3 separate regions of the Mus musculus genome follow, and regions 1 and 3 are each linked to region 2. A link is a contact called in public HiChIP or PLAC-seq data. All regions are on one chromosome and are shown on one strand. Each heading gives the region's core, a stretch centred on a gene start, on an enhancer-like site or on the middle of the called end of the contact. The rest is flanking DNA. Distances are from core to core; before and after follow the strand shown. Region 1 holds the start of 9330162012Rik (cDNA RIKEN 9330162012 gene). Region 2 overlaps Carmil1 (capping protein regulator and myosin 1 linker 1). Region 3 holds the start of BC005537 (cDNA sequence BC005537).

The links. HiChIP or PLAC-seq counts read pairs in DNA pulled down with a chosen protein or histone mark.
Region 1: a contact with region 2 is called in an H3K4me3 HiChIP or PLAC-seq map of bone marrow-derived macrophages, with 4 times the contacts expected there. The contact joins the promoter of 9330162012Rik here to the enhancer-like site in region 2. A contact is called at or near these places in 1 of 39 promoter capture datasets (pre-B cells), 1 of 15 datasets of contacts at CTCF or cohesin (large pre-B cells), 2 of 115 datasets of contacts at active chromatin or transcription factors (bone marrow-derived macrophages and pro-B cells) and 1 of 9 other capture datasets (liver).
Region 3: an H3K4me3 HiChIP or PLAC-seq map of bone marrow-derived macrophages shows a contact between it and region 2, with 3 times the contacts expected there. The contact joins the promoter of BC005537 here to the enhancer-like site in region 2. A contact is called at or near these places in 1 of 484 Hi-C or Micro-C datasets (granulocyte-monocyte progenitors), 3 of 115 datasets of contacts at active chromatin or transcription factors (bone marrow-derived dendritic cells, bone marrow-derived macrophages and double positive thymocytes) and 1 of 9 other capture datasets (adipose tissue).

The regions. Positions count from the first base shown.
Region 1 is chr13:24,934,309-24,938,753 of GRCm38.p6, reverse strand. 9330162012Rik (cDNA RIKEN 9330162012 gene) reads right to left here and starts at 1,353. Exons shown (of 2, transcript NR_102323.1): 1 at 1,151-1,353; 2 at 1-969. Aldh5a1 (aldhehyde dehydrogenase family 5, subfamily A1) reads left to right here and starts at 1,093. Exons shown (of 10, transcript NM_172532.3): 1 at 1,093-1,503. The coding sequence starts at 1,186. It also overlaps a transcript of Gpld1 not described here.
Region 2 is chr13:24,103,263-24,107,228 of GRCm38.p6, reverse strand. Carmil1 (capping protein regulator and myosin 1 linker 1) reads left to right here. Exons shown (of 38, transcript NM_026825.3): 17 at 851-920. Among named protein-coding and RNA genes, the nearest start is that of Gm33573, 75 kb to the left of the region's middle. Within about 2 kb of position 1,493, at least 52 of the 459 cell types and tissues checked have an H3K27ac peak or open chromatin away from gene starts, as enhancers often do. A contact at or near this core is called in bone marrow-derived macrophages and granulocyte-monocyte progenitors, where this site is marked.
Region 3 is chr13:24,799,479-24,803,541 of GRCm38.p6, reverse strand. BC005537 (cDNA sequence BC005537) reads right to left here and starts at 1,885. Exons shown (of 5, transcript NM_024473.3): 1 at 33-1,885. The coding sequence starts at 161.

The DNA.
Region 1 (4,445 bases), core at 104-2,603, 830 kb before region 2:
GCCAGATGTATCTGGCACATGACTGGGAGGCTCTGACTCAGCAGAAGACAAAGCCAACAATTAAAAGAACATCCAAGGCATTTTGCAAATACAATATTCTAACTGGGGCATGTAGTGCTCGCCTGTAATTCCAGAACTCTAGGAAGGAAGACTGCGAGATGTAGGTCATCCTAGGCTACATAATAACATGTTTTCTCAATAATAACAACAACATTTGACTCCACGTATTCTGAACACAAACCTGCTGTTTCTTTTATTCAAATTAAAACTTAGGGTTTCTTTCTTCTGCAGAGTTTGGGGCCCAGATGCAGCAGGAGGATGAAGATTTTGTTTAAGGTGATAGTGCTATGTTCAATCCTCACACCCCTGTTGATTTCTTTTTTAAAATAGGGTCTCAGCCTTGAACTTACCGAGAGCCTCCCAAGTGCTGGCCACAACACCGGGCTTATTATTACTTCTAGGATGATTGTTTCCAGTTACTAAACTTCAGCTCTGTTAGTTGCTTGATGTACAGCAGCTACGTCACGAAGCAAAGGGCAGTGGCTTGGGAGCACCACTGCTCAGGACCAACAGAGGACACACACAGAAAGCATGCAAGAGGAAGCCTCACTTCGACCCTAATTGAACGGTTGCCCCAAATCTCAGTACTCAGGAGCGCTGTGCTCCGAATTCATGAAGGGGATATGTAGAAAAGCATGCAAGGAACCGATCACTGAGCCACACTTCACCCCTCACTGAACAGTGATCCCCAGTTCCAATGCTCAGTAGCCCGAGCATATGAAACCGCGAGTTTGGCCTTTGGTGCCTTCTTTAGACGGAGTGCATATTGCCGGGGCTGGGGAACTGGGGAACAGAAAGTGCTCCCGTCACAATTAAGGCCTAAAGAAATGACAGGTGAGCATCCGACATTGAGAACGGTGAGTTATGTGCACGAATTCATCTTGCTGGGAGTCTTTCCATTCGCAGGCCCTGGAGAAGAACGTGCGGGGAACACAGTTCAAGCTCTGTCTCCTCGCAGCTCCAATCTCAACAGCTCAGAGAGAGGGCGCTCTCGGTGTCTCCGCCACCCCGCGCGTCCCCGCCACCCCGCGCGTCCCCGCCGCCGGGCTCCCGCTTTCCCGCGACCCCTGAGATCCTGCAGCTCGCTTGCCTGTCCCTTGCCGGTGTCGCCGCTACTGCCGGGCCATGGCGACCTGCTTTCTGCTGCGGAGCTTCTGGGCCGCGCGTCCTGCGCTGCCGCCTCCCGGCCGCTTCCGCCCGGAGCCCGCAGGAACCCCGCGGCGCAGCTACGCCAGCGGCCCCGGGGGCCTCCACGCCGACCTACTCCGCGGGGACAGCTTCGTGGGCGGCCGCTGGCTCCCAGCCCCCGCCACCTTCCCGGTGTACGACCCGGCCAGCGGCGCCAAGCTGGGCACCGTGGCCGACTGCGGGGTACCCGAGGCCCGCGCTGCTGTGCGCGCCGCCTACGATGCCTTCAACAGCTGGAAAGGGGTCTCGGTCAAGGTGAGAGCACCGCAGGTGCGGGATCCCGGCCTAGAAGGAAGCAGAGATCCACAGAGTGAAACAAAGTGAAACCGGTTCCTCGGGATACACAGTACGGAAAGCCAGAGCAAACAACAAAAAGAGATAAATTAGTTTGGAGCATGCGTACGGTTATCAGATCCCCTTCCTACATGTATCGACAGGTGTGCATAATAAAAGTGAGCTATGTCAGCCAGCCTATCTGAGAGAGAGAGAGAGAGAGAGAGAGTAGAAGGAAGATGAGAGAGAGCCCTGTATGTGAAAGCTGTATGTAGGGAATGTGTATCTGTATATGTAGGTTGCATGTTGGGGCTGTATGTGTAGGAGCTGTGTCAAGGACACTGAGAAAGGACATGTGAGCTTCGTTCAGAGGAGGGAAAAAGTCTAGGGGCATTCTCTGACTTTAGGTCTAAATGCGCTTACTAACAGAGATGGCTGGACAGTGGAGGGTAGATGGTGAGGACAGAAAATTATTTTAGAAAAATTCTTCCTCCTTTATTTTTGATAGTACCCCTGCAGCCAACCCCATGAAATCATAGTCTCTTTATCCTTCATTTCCTGCTGCTGTCTCCTGATGAGGGTACAAGCACTAGAGCCTTCACATTGGTCCACCCTTCGTGGGGGTGCCACGTATTTCTGGAGGTGCTTGGAATACAGAGTCCAGAAAAAAGGTTGGGGGAGGCTGGAGAACGGTTCGCCTTTTGAGATGTACTTGCTGCTCTTGCAGAGTTTCTGGGTTCAGTTCTCAGCGCTCCCGGGGCAACTCTCACCAGTTTGGGACTCCAGTTCCAGGGGATTGCTGAAGGCACACATACATGCATGCAAGCCAATGCTCATATGCATAAAATAAATGAATCTTAAGAAAATCCAGCCCCTTATAGAGCTTACGTGATGTTTTGGAGATCCAAACTGCAAGCTGTAAAGAGCAAGGAAGTGTGCTGGAACTGATGAATAATGTGGGGGCAAAAGACACATGCAGGCCCAGAGGTCAGAGGAGAGGCCAAGGTGGCCATTTGGGCAGCTTACAGTGACAGGAGTGTGTCTTCCTGCAGTTCCCGAGGCCAGAAGTCAGAGGCTGTGCTGGCTAAGTTCTATGTGAACTTGGAATAAGCTAAGGTCATCAGAGAGGAAGGAGCCTCCATAAGACTGGACTATAGGGAAGCCTACAAGACATTTTCTTAGTTAGTGATCAGTGGAGGAGGGCCCAGTCCGTTGTGAGTGGTGGCATCCCTTGTCTAGTGGTCCTGGGTTCTATAATAAAGCAGTCTGAGCAAGCCATTGGTAAACAGCACCCCTCATTGGCCTCTGCATCAGGTTCCTGCCTCCAGGTTTCTGTCCCTGTTTGAGTTCCTGTCCTGGCTTCCTTCCCTGATAAACAGTGTTGTCGAAGTGTAAGCCAAATAAACCCTTTCCTCACCAACTTGCTTTTTGACCATGATGTTGTGTTGCAGCAATAGAAACCCTAAAACAGAGATCAAGATGGCGGCAGGCCTGGTTTCATCTGAGGCCTTTCTCCCAAACTTGTAGACATCATGCTTTTTCTCCAATTGGTCTGTGTGGTTCTATCACCGTGGCCTTCTTCTGGGGCCAGTTGTTGACTGAAGGCCTAGCTGCCTTTAATCACTTCTTTAAAGACTCATTCTGAGGCACTGATGAGGTGACTCGGGGCTTCAACACCTCCCTCTAGCAGGGGGCACATTTTCTCCTATAACATCAGGGTTGGCCTTTCTGAGGATATTAGGTATAAGGATGAAGAGAGGCAAGGGGAGATCCTGAGCAACTCGGGAACATGGCTACTGGGCTTCCAGAACAGCAAGGAGGCCCTTGTGGCCTAGAGTGGACCAAGAACTAAGAAGAGATGCAGGGAGCTGTCACAGAGCTTGGGGAGGAAGGAGCTGCTTCATTCAGGACCTGTGGACCATCTAAGGACTTCCCAGTAGACTTTGATAATGGTAATGGGAGTTCTGAAAGAGGCTGTAAGAGGGCCGTGGCCGATGAACGGGCCTGTGCTTGCTTTTGTTATTGTTGTTTCTTTGTTTTGGGAATAGGGAAGTTCTTGAGGCATGCTAACTTGATAAAGAAAATAATTTTGTTTTCCCTATGGATTTAGCTGGTAGGAATCCACAATCAATAGTAGCCTGTACTGTTTGGAGGTCTATGGGACCTCAGTGGCTAACAACTCCAAAAGACATTATCCATTGCTGGTACTGGGTTCTTTATTTGTCAGCATGTGGTGCTTAAAAGGGTGTTGCTATCCTGTTAGAGAGTAACTTATTTTAAATCCCTCTATCTATGGAAGCTTTTATAGTAGACAGTAGGTTTCCATATGACTTTAAAAAAGAAAAAGAGAGGTCTTTAGTGTTATTAAAAGCTCTTGCCAGTGCTGTGGGTTACCTCCCAGAACATGATGGTAAGACCTATTGCTGAAGACACCAAATATTTGAGTGATGGGACAAAGAGGCATCAAGCTAGACGTGATGTAGAAATTTCACTTCTATCGCTGTCGTAGAGCTGGACAGTGCTGGGTGTGTGCTGGCTGGATTGTCTTGTCAACTTCACACAAGTAAGTCACCTGAAAAGAGGGAATCTTAATAAAATGACTGGCCTATAGGAAGACCTGTAGGAGATGATCTTGGTTGATATGAGATGGACCAGCCCATTGTAGATGGTGCCACCCTGAGCGCCCTTGAGTATGTAAGAGAGGAGGCTGGGCAAGCCATGAGGAACAAACTAGTCAGCAGCTCTCCTCCATGGCCTCTGCATCAGTTCCTGCTCCCAGGTTCCTGCCTCCAGTTGCTGTCCTAATTTCCGACTGTGATGCAGAAGTGTAGGATAAAAGAAGATGCTTTTCCTCCCCAAGTAGCTTTTGGTCATGGTGCTCTAGCACAGCAATGGAAACAGAAATGGGTACCAGATACAGGCAT
Region 2 (3,966 bases), core at 244-2,743:
CCCACTGAGCCTCTGTTCTGTAGACCTGAAGAACTGCTTGTGTACATGTGGCACCAGGTGTTCTCGATGGCATCAGACTTCATAGGACTCCACTGCCTATGTCAGTGAAAGCAATGTATTTCCTTAAGAGTGTTGATATTCGGGGCAGTGAATCTACTCTTCTCAATTTATAGAAGAGAGATGAATGTGCCCTGGTCCTGCAGGTGGCTGGACTGCCAGGATTCTGGACATAGCTACAAGATGTGAGCCTTCTTATCTCCAGGGTGTTTATCTTCACCTGTATACTCTGTTAGGTGACTTAATAAACTGGTATTACTCTCATTTCACCTTCTGGAATACAGTAGGGCCAGACTCCATCACTGTCTATTCCTTAGGGAAAGCTAGCCTCACTGTGCTACGCTAGTAACAATCACATAGTAATATTCAAACGTTCATTAATGCAGTTTTCAAGCAGATGCAGGTGGGGATTTATCTATGATGAACAAAATTTGATTTCAGTGTGCAATTAGGTGGGCTGTGGGTTTATTTGCATAGGAATAGTAGTGTTTTCAAGGATTGCTTTTATGGTAGAGTCACCTCCTGTCAGACAGAAGAATGCAGAAGTGTCACGTGCCCCCTGTTGTCAAAATGCAGTTGGCATTTTCAAAAACTGAGAGAGTGTCTGGTCCCTGGCTGGTGTTTCAGAAAAGGTTGAGTTTTCAGGCTTTATTCTGTGTCTTGCTCTCTCTCTCTGTGTGTGTGTGTGTGTGTGTATGTGATTGCTTTGTGTATGTGTGAGAGTGTGCCATTGTGTGCACGTTACTGATCTGCATGTGAAATTGTGCCTAATAAGTGTGTTTCCTTTCCTCAGAGCGCTGCTCTTGGGCCTGGCCTGCAATCATAGCCTGAAGGGAGTCTCTCTGGATCTCAGCAACTGTGAGGTAAGGCCGCCCTGACGGCACTGGAAGAGATAACAGCCTCCAAATTGTTTCTGCATTCTTCCTGGGCAAGTGTAATATTGTGATTCCATAGGGAGAAGTGAAGCAGAAAAAAGTTATTATGCAAGTTTCACATGTTCTGTGTTTTGCAATTTTATCTACAAGTCGCCACAGAACACCTTTCCAATAACATTCGCGTGTGCTTTTAATGACATTCCCCTCATTCTTAGCGCCTGTTGCCTGAGTGTTTTATGATGTGTCCCCTGGATACAAAGCCATCAGCTAGCTTCGAATCATGAAAAGCAGTGCACCATATTGGTTTCAGGGGACCAATGCTTAGAGCTGAGCTTGGATTTGTAGGGTGTAAAACAGAATGGCTATCTTCTTAGTAACTCTTTAATATCTTGGTTTAAGTCAGGAACATCAAAATATCCCTTGAAATTATGAAGCAGCCCTGAACAATTCCAGTAGAGGAGCCCTCAGAGAAGAATCAAGGCTAAATACCTATGTGTTAGAGGAGACCTAGACTTTGCTCATTTTGAAACTATCAATTCAAGTGGACATTAGGAAGAGAAGCCCCAGCTACAGACACTTGCCTGCTCTGAGCCTCACTTTGCCCAGCGTGCCCTCTTCATGTCTTCTTCCCAGCAGAATTCAGTCTCTGTTCCTGTTTGTGCCTTTAGGAATGCAGTGCTGTGGTCTCTGCTAAACCTCTTCTTTCTCAAGGCTTTTGTCCTGGAGGGTTGAAACCAAGGCCAGACTTCCTTATAAATCTGTCAGACTGTGTCATCCTAGGCAGACTGGCTGATGTGTTAGTCACTTTGCTCATTGCTGTGACAAATATCTGACAAAAGGAACTTCGAGAAGGAAGGTTTGGTTTCAGGTCCCTGTTTAAGGCTGTCATCATCTCAGGATGCAGAGGACCAGGCAGCTGTCCCATTGCAGCCATAGTCAGGAAGCAGAGAGCAGTGAGTACTGCTGCTGTTTGTTTTCTGCTTGTAATTAAATTCAGGACCCACAATTTACAGCACGCTGCTGCCTGCATCATGTGCGACTTTTTCCCTTAGTTAAACTGAACTGGGAATGCCTCAGCACACATGCCCCAAGGGAGCCTTCTAGGTGATCCCAGACCCAGCTTGGCTTGATAGATGGCTCATCTGAGCCATCACCAATGATGTCACTGAATCTCAGTGTGTGTGTGTGTGTGTGTGTGTGTGTGTGTGTGTGTGTGATGGAAGAAGGATTAGTATTCCCCTAGGAAGCTGTCACCATATCTGAAGGACTGTGTGTGTGTGTGTGTGTGTGTGTGTGTGCGTGCGTGCGTGTGATGGAAGAAGGATTAGTATTCCCCCCCTAGGAAGCTGTCACCATATCTGAAGGAGTGTGTGTGTGTGTGTGTGTGTGTGTGTGTGTGTGTGTGTGTGTGATGGAAGAAGGATTAGTATTCCCCTAGGAAGCTGTCACCATATCTGAAGGAGTGTGTGTGTGTGTGTGTGTGTGTGTGTGTGCGTGCGTGCGTGTGATGGAAGAAGGATTAGTATTCCCCTAGGAAGCTGTCACCATATCTGAAGGAGTTCTTTTTGGAAACGTACCCCAAGTCATCCCCTCTGGCTGTGTCTCTGCCTGCCACACTCCTTCCTTGATATGCAGCACTCACACAATTATACATTTGGCTCTTGTTTGCTTTCCTAGCCAGGTTGTGGCTTTTAAGAGGGCAGTATTTATGTAATATGTGGCCCCCCCTTATTGCTTCACAAAATGCCAGGCAGACATATGTGAAGTTGACAAACTTGGAATTGTTCCATACAAAGTTTTAGTGATGGATTTTGTCCTTAGTTTTGGTGTGAAGGTCACTATTAAGATCTTATTGTTTCAGAAAAGCAAAACTCCACAAAAGCTAAAAACCAAGACCCTAGAATACTAGTTTTGAGTAATGGAGCTGTGAATGTGATCTTTGGCCCTCAGCTTATAAAGATAGATGTGAGGTAGAAACCAACTCCAGCAGCAGAAACCGTTTCTCTTATTCACATTTTGCTGACGTCAAGAAGCTGCTAAGGGTCACCCCCTAAGGAACAGGAAGTTGGTGAGACTGCTATGACCAAACACAGGCCAACTATATTAGCTCTGACTCAACGGTGGCTTTTCCAGCCTGATAAGGCATTCTTTCTCCTTGATCAAGCTGTGACAGGCATGAGTGATCTGCTGACCCCATATACGTATCTAAAATATTTGAAGCAATCCAGCTCTCTGATGGAGCTCTCTTAATACCAACATTGGCAATCATTAGAACATTCATTATGATTAGTTATTTTTGTCTCAGCTATTTTGAGGCAAGACCTTGATCAAAGACTCCCAGGTAGACCTGGTTTAAAACTTGTTCTTAATGTCTTCTTGTGTTTTTAAAATATTTATAAGGTAATATTAGGTCAACCATATAAAATAATTTTGTAAGTTAAAAATGTCAGATAGGCCAGGCATGGTGGTGTACCCCTGAAATCCAAGCATTAGGAGAATTGAGGATACATTTGAGGGCAGGGGGATCACAGAGTTTCTCAAAGGTAGACCTTTAAGCTTCTAGTTTTCTTTTTATGATAATGGGAATCCAGATCAAATGATTAATTTTGACAGTGGGAATGACCTTTGTTATGATAATTTTACCTTAATTTGGGTCTTTCATTTATGGTTATCAGAAAATTTACAATGCCAATAAACAAGCCTTATAGTATCATACATAGCCCTATGTTCTTCCATGGTTTTATAGCTAGAGTTACAGGACCAGTGACCACGCTTCTAGCTATGTGTTAAAATGCTGCTCATTAAAATTGGTGAAGCACAAAATTCTTTTCTAAGTAGTTACAGTGTTTTGTTCACACTTACTTCCTAAGGCTAGATGTCCACATGTAACTGGATTTCAGTTTCTTCCTCTTCATGGTATAGTCAACTTCCCCAAAGGGTTTTGGGAGTTACAGGATAATCTGTGTTGGGACACTCGCTGTTTTCAAGGTTTAACTATCAGGTTCCTGTTTTGGGTACTAGTTTATGCATTGCT
Region 3 (4,063 bases), core at 636-3,135, 700 kb before region 2:
TGTACTAATTCACAGTAAGAACTTTAAATTACCTTCTCCTTGAACACAAAGGCAATGTACATCTTGAAGTCAAACTGGTCAGCTAGAGATTCTTTTTTCTTTCTAAGCTGAGCACGTAGTCTGTTCAGAGCTTGTTTCTTCCGGGAGTTTGGGTCCCCCATTTTGAAATACAGGTGGTACTAAAGCCTTTGGAAATTGTCACTAAACTATGGGCACTTTTTCTTAAGACTCAAGTACAACAGAAACAAGTCATTTTTTTTCCTGCTAATATGATTGAATAGCTAAATCACAACTGTAACCCCCAAACTGCACCTTCTAACAATATTAGCAGACTGTCATACCACAGGGTCAAGAAACAAAAGTTGCTGTCCAGTCATGTTTGGACAATAATGTTTGGGGGTTAGATGGGGAAGGTGAAGGGGAAGGAAAGAAAGAGGAGAAAAAAACTTGGAACTAACTTTCTGGAAAACACATGTGGCTAAACTGCCAAAATAAAAGCCATTGAGGGGAAAATGAAAAACCGATCATCAGGATTTAGGTGCGCAGTAAAACACAGCTGACACCGGTCCAATCCTTGAAACCCATTCGCATAGTCCCTTTTCAGAAAAGGGATTAAGAAATTGAGAAAAGGGAGGGAAAATTGTGATGTTGCTTCCCAAATACAGGGAAAAAAAAAATACCCCCCCCAAAACAAAAAACCCAAAAACTGAAAACCACCAAAACAGGGTAGGTGAATGAAACTGAAATCCCCAGTTGGATTTTACCCAGCCAGATCCATGGCTGTAGTACCTGATTAATTCTTAGTTATTTCAGATTTCACTACTGCTATGAACTGTCAGTGCTTTGCTATTGATTACACTTGGTGGTGAGCAAAGAGAAAAGTGCAAAATCAGCAGAGAAAGAAGGGGAGAGGTACAGGGTTTCCCTGCAATCAACTACAGTGTATACCGGGGGTGGACAGCTGTTGCCCAAAGGAGTCATGAGAAAAAACAGCGGAGTCATTACCAACTTCCCCATCACCCACGTTTTCACCCTCAGGCGGCTGCGAACGCTGCTGCCAAGGAGAACCATGATGGCAGAGGGAAAGGGGGGTCTATTAAACGGTATTAATAGTTATTCCGGCTCTGTGATTAGCCCTGATTAATGCCCGGGATCCAAGCACCCTTAGCCCTGCGGTGGGTTCTACATTCCCCGGGGAGCCCTCCGTATAAATTTGACCCCGTTCAAGTTCGGGATGGTAGGGAGTTCGATTATCTTCGTGTGAGCATGGCTGAGGCTAAGGTGGCGGGTTCTCCCACGTCCCAGGCCGGGCCCGGGGATCACCTGCCTTCGACCCCCAGGTCCCACCCACAACCCCTGGCCTTCAGCGGCAGCGACTCACTCGCACCACGGGAGACACTGGATCACTCGGGTTCTCACTCATTTCAATGTGGAAACAATTCCCGCCCGGGTAGAGGAGGCGGGAAGAGAGTTAAGTAGGAAGGATCAGTTGGGAGGAGGGGAAAAGAAGAGAATAATCGTGTTAATAATAATTACTTCTTAAAAGGAAGCCCACCCTCCCACCCCAAAAAAAAGCAAGGAATGAAGTTCCCGGGTTCTAGATTCGCTTTTCCCGTTCAACAGCCCATGTTTCCCGAGTGGGGGCGGCTGGGTGGTTTCCCAAGGGGACAGAGAGGCCGGGATCTAGGCGGCAGGGCGGGGTCCCCGCGGAGAGGAGAGCGGGACTCGCAGGCCGACCGTCGGTGGGCCGTCTAGCCGCAGCCTGCGGGCGGAGCGGCGGCTGCGGAGGAGGAGGCGGCGGCGGCGGCGGGGGCGCTGCTCGTGGCGCGGGCGGGAGCCATGTCAAGAGAACACGACGGGCCGACGGAGCCCCTCCATGCCCGCTGCGCTGCGCTCTGTGGCCGGGCCACGCGCGCTGCTGCCGCCACTCAGCCCCCACCTGGGCCCCATAGTCGGGCTCGGCGCCCCGGGCGGCGACGGAGGGAAGGACGCGGCGCGGGGTTGGTAGGGGGAGGGGGGAGACGGCGAGGAAGAGGAAAGCGCGCGGGAGGGAAGAGGGAAGGAGGGGAGCCCTGCGCTACGGCCTGTCCGCGGAGTGAGCCCGGCAAAGTTGTCTCGGTTCGAGCGTCGGCTCCCGAGGCCTGCTTCGCCCAACAGTCCGGTTCAGGAAGATAGTCCAAGAGAGAGCCCCGACGGATGGGGGGAGAGAGCCGCAACGGAGGAGGAGGTCGAGCGTCCGCGGGGCCACAGCCTCGGTTCCCCCACCCCCCGCACCGGAGTGGCTTCAGAAGCAGCGGCTGCCGCTGGAACCTCCCGGGTCCGGGGCTGAGTCGCGTTTGAGGAAAAGAAACAAGAACAAACAACTTAAAATGGCAGCGACGGCTGCTGCGTCACCCGCCCCTCCGCGGCACCGCCCCGAGCGCTCTACGCCTGCGCGCGCCCCGGACGCTACCATCTGTGGCAAAAACTGAAGGGGGAGGCGGGAAAAGAAGCGTGAAGGTTTTCACAGTTATGGAGACAGAAAAACCGAAAAGCTAGTAATGTGTGACATATAAAAGTCGGTATAAATAGTGAGTAGCTTTGAAATTAGGCTTTCAGTAAGATACTTCTTTTCCTAGGGGTGTTTGAGAACACACATTTCCCCTATTTATCAATATGGAAAGTCCTAAGGCGTGGCAAGGGTCTCCCGCCACTCCCTCCGCCCCTCTGTCCCTCCGTCAGGCTGTCCAGGTCTCCCCCGCCCCGTCCTTTTACGTCATAAGAGCACGCCCCCTACGCCCTCCATGACGAAGCGGAGAGAGTAGCTCCACCCTGGGCTATGCTGGGGAGCGGTAGTTGGACTTAGGGGGTGGGGTAGGGTGGGGGTCCTGTTAAAGCAGCGGTTCTCAACCTGTGGGTCGCACCCCATACGGGAGAATCCAATGATCCTTTTATAGAGGTTGCCTAAGACCATCGGAAAACATTAACATTCATAACAGCAGCAACATTACAGTTAAGAAGTAGCAACAGAAATTTACGGTTGGGAGTCAGCACAATATGAGGAACAGTACTGAAGGATCTTAGCAATGGGGAGGTTGAGAATCACTGCTCCAGAGATGCTCAAAAGCCAAAGCCGGGGAAGTGGGCGGAAAAATGGGTGTTGGAAGGGCCAGAGTGAGGAAGAAACCCGGAAGACTGAAGGGTGGTTAGGGTCATTTTATTATTCCCTAGAAGTCGGCCAGTTGGCAACAACGGAGAAATCATTTCGAGTTAGCGGAATGAAGCTTGCTTGCACCCCAACGAGTATAGCCTCAGTCCATGCGCCTCTATCCTCACCCCTCTTCCTGCACCACCAAGGCGAACGGACCTCGGGCTTTAAGCGACAGAAGCCCTTGTATGCGTTGTTGCTAGGATCGGAAGAGGCAGCCGAACTCTACGTGTGATTCCTCCACCACAGTGAACAGGGATCCCCGAGAACCTCAGACCTACGTCCCATCTTCTCCTGACTCTCTATCCTCAACGGTAAATGGGACACTGGAACGTTTACTGCTGAATCACGCCGTCCTTGACCCCAAAGAGCGCTCATTCGGTTTGTGAGACTCTGGTGTGATAAAAACGAAGTTACATAATTAATCAGCGAAGGTTGATACTCCACATGAACAAAGCCTGGGTGCTGCATTCCTGACTACTCGGTCGAAACTTTTAAAAGTCCAGTCTCCTAAATAGCTGCTTTTCACTTCGTGAAATCAAAATCTATTAGCTGCAATCACCCTTTATCCATAAGCCAAAGAAAATAAATAAAATCCTATTTTTATGTTTGCCTGCATGCATACTTGTGCCCAGACACCAGAAGAAGGTATCGGATCCCCTAGAACTGGAGTTCAAGATGTACTAGGGCCCATTCTTCAATGTAAGTTCTCCAGAACCAAGGTTGGCATTCCTGATCGTTCCAAATTAGTTCCAACATGAGTCAGCCATAGTGGCTGTAATCCGAGCACTCAGGAGGCTGAAGCAGGTTTGTTGTGACTTCGAAGTCATTCTCCTTCAAGGCCAACCTGGAATACCACAGAAACCCTGTCTCCCC